Linked DNA regions of Hordeum vulgare: region 1 is linked to region 2. Evidence: chromatin contacts called from public Hi-C data. All regions are on one chromosome and are shown on one strand. The core of a region is the stretch at or near the end of the contact, and the rest is flanking DNA. Distances in the headings are between cores, read along the strand shown. Region 1 has its middle 22 kb from the start of LOC123447022. Region 2 holds the start of LOC123447021 (EPIDERMAL PATTERNING FACTOR-like protein 5).

Region 1 (2,700 bases), core at 90-2,589, 210 kb after region 2:
AGTCGCTTGCTTGGAGTTTAGGGAGGGCAATGACACCAATTGGGAGGAGTGATGACGATGATGCAAGGGTGTATCTTGTTGATGTGTATAAGTGTGAAGAGTGTCATGTGTGTGCCGTTCGTCGGTATGTGACAGCTTTAGCCCGGTTTTTCGTTAATTAACTGGACAATTTTTTTTTAATGAATGGAGAAATTCTGCAATTTCGACAAGTGTGTGCTACACCGTGCGGGTGTTCCTTCTGGCGACTACGAACAGCTTGGGAACAAAATTGAAAGATGTGCCCTCAGGAAGCCGGCTGTCATACCACAAGCTCGCGCGCGTCCTGTCTTGAATGGTGACCGCACAGACCGCCGTGAACATCTGCCCCTCGGTCGTGTCACCGGAACCGGGTGCCCTGGCCATGGCACAAGTGCGGCTCTCTCTCTCCGGAGCCACCTCAACCGCAGCGCTGAGTCGTTGAAGATGCCTTTACAGGCGTATGTTAAATAATCCCTTTGTTTATAAATATTTGTTGTCGAAAATAACTAAACTAGTTTTTACCAACAACAAGTATTATGGATAGTAGACGCTTCCAACAAGAAATGACGTGCTAGAAATATAGAGTAATTCCGTAGTACAATTCTAGTCTGTGGATGCTGAAACTTCCGAAACATGTCGCATGCAAAAATTTATTTGGTCCTGCAAGAGTGTGCAGCATTGCCCACTTCAAAGATTAGACGCAAAAAGAATTGTAAAGAAACATCAGGGGACATGGATCAGGTGTGCCTTCTTTTTCTTCCGTGCGTGGACTTGAGAGACAACGTATTGACCAAGGCCAAAACCTGTCACTTCTGCTGTTATGTGGTCGTCTTATCTTGTCCACTGACTCCAACGCCGAGTAATAATTTATCCATACCCCCGTCACATTTGTACGCTTCCGATTCGAGATATACCGAACCCGAAATCACCATGACGTATGTGAAATGCAAGCAATGCAATGCATCCGCCACTGAAACCCACATGTTGGACCGTGTATCCGCCTCCAGGCAGACCAACCGTGCATGGATCTTGCGGCGAGAAACCCACGACCCGTCTTTCGTGAGCAGCAGTACGAGCAGCAGTACGCATGCACAGGGAGTGGAGTCAGGGCTAGCAGTGGCAGCGCGGTGGTACGAGCAAAAGGCGCAATCGATATCCGCGCCGCGAGAGAAAAGGCGGAGAGAGGGTTTTGGTTTGGTCGACGCGATCGGTATACGCTCTCGTGAAGAAAAAGCGGCCGCTGCCACACGTGCAAACCCACACGGGACCTCTGTCTCCCTCCTGCTCCTCGTGCCTCCTGGACCACCCTCCGCCCGCCCGGCCATGGAGATCAGTAAGTAGATTGTTTCCTCATGGCCACCGCTACTACCAGTACAGTACAGCACAGTCTCACGCCTCACAAATACAACCACCAGTACCAGCACTACTACTACAAACCCCACGACCATCTTCATGTAATCATGTGAGAAGTAGTAGTACTGGATTCAAACCATGCCTTTGGAAGGGAGCAGGCGCACAGTGACACTGCACCGGCCCTTGGAGGCCCGTGTCTCTAAGCTAAATGTGCCCATTAATCCATTGCGTCTTCGGTGCAAGTTTCCGATCTCCTTTGGACGGTGCTGTGACTTTGTGAGCGCGTGTGAGACAAGCATGGAAGTTAAACAGAGGCTTGAGCCTGCGCGCCACTGTTTGCAGCGAATCCGGCCATCACCCCAGCTGTGGAAGCGAAGAAAAAGAATGCACCGTCACCAGCCGCAGCCGTGGACCAGTCAAATATCAATTGCACGCCGTGGGCCGTGGGCGCCCACCGCCCACCGTCTCTTTCCTCGCGGCCCCACTGGTGGGCCCGTCGAGTACCGGGCGGACGCGGAGCACGTGTCGGCTCGCCGTTGGCTCTTACCGACTCTTCCGTCCCTTGCTGACCGTTGACCTGGGCCGGGCTTGGTCCGTCGTCTGGAGCCCGGGGGCCGGCCCTGAATAGGCCCGGCCGTGTGGTCAGTCAGTCACGCGGGGTCCATGGCATTTATTACGCGATGAGGCAAGCGCCCACCTGGCGAGGCATCCTCGAGAAGGGAATCGTCTGTCCCCGACACGGGGGCCCCGCGAGGCGTGGGTGGGGGTCATTTCGGTCACTTCGGCATGGGCGCACGAGCGGGGGGAAAGCTCACCTGCCCGCGCCCCACGAACGACCCGCCAGCCCGACAGAGGCGAACCCTCTGCACCCCAGCACGCGCACGTACGCACGCACCCATGCAGGGCCCCGCCGCTCAGGCCCTACCCGGCCCGGTACGGACACGCCTCGTTCGTTCGCTCGCCCATGGACACGGTGTATGCATGCGGCACGCACGTACGTAGAGTACGTACGTACGTCGCAGAACGGGCGTTTTAACTCGGCGTCCAACACTTGCACGGCACCATACGAGTGCATGCAGGGCTACGTGGTAGTACGTACGTACCGGTGTACCACCGACCCTACGTACGTACGACGGCGATACACGTGTGGAGAGACGGGCCAGTTATAATGGGGCGGCGGTACGTGCCGTCGATCGGCTGGGCGCTCGCGTCGCATGCATCAACTCAGGCACAGTGGGGGAGAAGGACCCTAGAGGGCTAGGAGGTTCTTGTTACCGCACAGTGCGAAACCTATTCGAGGGGCGCCCGACGCCGGGTTGGCAAAGCATC
Region 2 (2,700 bases), core at 83-2,582:
AAAATGACAAACACGGTGTTTTCCAGGAGAAAACATCCCAGCATAGATTGACGAAAAGTAGCTGGAAAATCACTCCTCAAAACGGTAAACTGGCTTGGCGACTGCAGAAGGAGAAGGGGGAGAACCAGAGAGAAGGAGAGAGAGAGTGAGAATCAACCAACACATCTCGATCCATCTCCCCGCCTCTTCGGACCCAACAAGGCACGACCGGCTAGCTAATTACCACATCACACTCGTTAAAATCTCCAACAACTGAACAATGTTATTACATACATCGAAGAAGCCTCCAATTTCTGGTTCCTTTTCCATGGTTCCATCCATCTCTCCGTGCTCTACTCCCTCCTCCTCTTCTTCTTCTTCTCTAGCTAGATCTCTCTCGTCGGCGTGCGAGTGCTGGAGCCCTGGCCTTGCGCGCGCACACGTGGCCTTGAAGAGCTAGCTCCCGTGGGCGAAGTGAAGCGGCCGTAATGGCGGGCCGAGCCGGGGGCAGCGTCAGGGCATGAAGGGGGCATACATATACGTGCAGACGGACGGGTCATGGCATGAAGAGCCTGTCGCCGCACTTGCAGCGCCAGGCCTCCGGGTAGTACTCGAGCGGGAAGCTGACGCCGGGCTGGATGGCCACGTGCACCGGCCGGCACGGGTGGCACCTCCCGCACCGGCTCTGGCACGTCGGCGGCGATGAGCCCGGGCCCACCAGCTCCCTCCGCCGCGCCGTCTCCGCAGGGTCCCCCCACGAGTACCGCTCGAGTGATGCTTCACCGCCCCCGCCGGCGCTCCCCCGGCTTGTCGCGGCGCACCCACCTGCAGGCAGTAGACACACACGCATGTGCGCACGTAGGTGTGAGCTGCAGCTCGCCCTCGCCATGTATATAATGCGGAAGAAACATGGAGGAAGTGCATGTCTCTGGCCGTCTTACCGAGGGCAGCGGCGAGCAAGAGGAGGTGGAGGAGGATGAGCCCGCGGCGGCTCGCCCAGGCCATGGGTGGCCGAGCGTGTCCGCTCGGCTAGGTCACAGGATCCCCGTATCACCCACGCCGCCCACCGAGCGGCCGGCGCCGGCTAGCTCGAGGACAGGCCGCGGGCGGCGAGGGGGGGGAGCAGGATGGAGAAGAAAGCGAAGCGAAGCAAAGCAAGAAAGCAGAGCGAGACGGGCGCTGAATGCCGCTGCCGCTGCCGCTGCTGCGGTGCACGAGGGGGGGTGACGCGGACGGGAGGGAGTGGAGTGGCGTTTGTGTGCGCGCGCGAGTCAATCCGCACGCACGCACGGAGTAGTCATGGACCGTGCGGGCTCTGAGCAGAGAGAAAGAGAGAGAGAGGAGATGAGAGGGGGAAGGGACGGAGAGATGAAATAAAGAGGGAGCGAAATCCAGAGCTGGGGCCGTGTGCTGGTGGGTGCGCGTGTGTGTGGCTCACTCACCCGGGAGCCAGCCGGCGGCGGCAGCAATCCGGCTCGCAGTCTGTGCGCCAGCGTGGTGGGGCCGCTGCCGGTACGTCCCGGGCCGGGCCGGGCCGTGGGCGGGACGGGGTTGGGCATGAGTATGACCGTATGTATGGGTGTGGTATAGTAAATTGCGCCCACCGGTGTAATCCCTCCCACCGACTTAACCATGAGATCACCTCCCGGGCTTCAACAACCGGTGTCTTCACATCAGTCTTTCCTCCGTTTCGTCACGTCCTCATGAGTGTACGTAGATGGTTTCCACACGCATGCATTGATGCATGGCCGCACGTGTTGCCGTGTTGGTCCTGATGGTGCTTGTGACCAGCTAGAAGATCGATCGGTTCACGGATGGAAGATGGGTCGGAGACACGGGAGTGCTGATACTGCTTGTCACCGGCTAGCAAGTCGGCCGACGCAGCATACTACACGATGAGTGAAGACGCTCGGACTGGATCGATCGTCAATTCTAGTATGTTGCTCGCCCCTCGTTTTCGTTGCTCCCTTCATGAGTCCTGGTTCCGTTCGGGAATGGCGCTTATAGTTGCCAAAGTATGTAGGCAGGCCACCTAGATTCCGCCTAATCTTGCTGCATTAGCCGTCCCATCGGTCCTTCCCGTCCTGCTCCGCCTTGTACTAGCATTTACCCTTCTCGGTCAATTTTTTTGCAGAGTTGATCCCTCTTGGATTAATGAAGTCGGTTAATTGGACGGACTACGAGTACGGCACATGTCTCCGCAGCTACTACTCCTACTCTTCTCTGCTCTTAAACTCGTTTCGGTGGTCAATCCGTAATAAATCTCAGCATGAAGAACTGGTCCATGATTACTAAGAGGGTGCTTGACACGTTTTAGTCCCATGATTAAAAATAGTGCGGTTAAAAATTGCTAGTCTTACCCATGCTTGCATCCAAATACAGTACTAAAGAGACTAAAATCAAGGTAATGGACATTTATTATCCTCGAAACCCTTCAATCCAAAACTCACCTGTGTTAAAGGAGAGAAGTTAAACAAGAAGAGAGAGGACTAATCCATATTTTAGTAGGAGTATCGCTAACTAAAAAAATTTAGTCTCAAGACTAGTTTTATTTCCTCTTTAGTCAGGGATGTTTGGATTTTTAGCTTATTAAAGAGATTATTTTTAGTCAGACTAAAATAAGTCCCTTGGATCCGAGCAATAGTACCACTTTCTTCAATCATCGTATCAAATCAACTATGATTAATATGAATCAAAACGAAAGGAGTATGGTGTTCGCGC

What was found. A called contact is a pair of places that touch in the nucleus more often than the background predicts.
Region 1: a Hi-C map of leaf shows a contact between it and region 2, with 7 times the contacts expected there. The contact joins the enhancer-like site here to the promoter of LOC123447021 in region 2. A contact is called at or near these places in 2 of 6 Hi-C or Micro-C datasets (leaf and seedling) and 1 of 1 datasets of contacts at active chromatin or transcription factors (embryo).

What each region holds. Positions count from the first base shown.
Region 1 is chr4H:559,448,037-559,450,736 of MorexV3_pseudomolecules_assembly, forward strand. No RefSeq gene overlaps it. Among protein-coding and RNA genes, the nearest start is that of LOC123447022, 22 kb to the right of the region's middle. Within about 2 kb of position 1,340, at least 3 of the 3 cell types and tissues checked have open chromatin away from gene starts, as enhancers often do. A contact at or near this core is called in leaf and seedling, where this site is marked.
Region 2 is chr4H:559,240,583-559,243,282 of MorexV3_pseudomolecules_assembly, forward strand. LOC123447021 (EPIDERMAL PATTERNING FACTOR-like protein 5) reads right to left here and starts at 1,333. Exons shown (of 2, transcript XM_045123577.1): 1 at 921-1,333; 2 at 19-804. The coding sequence starts at 984. The coding sequence ends at 536.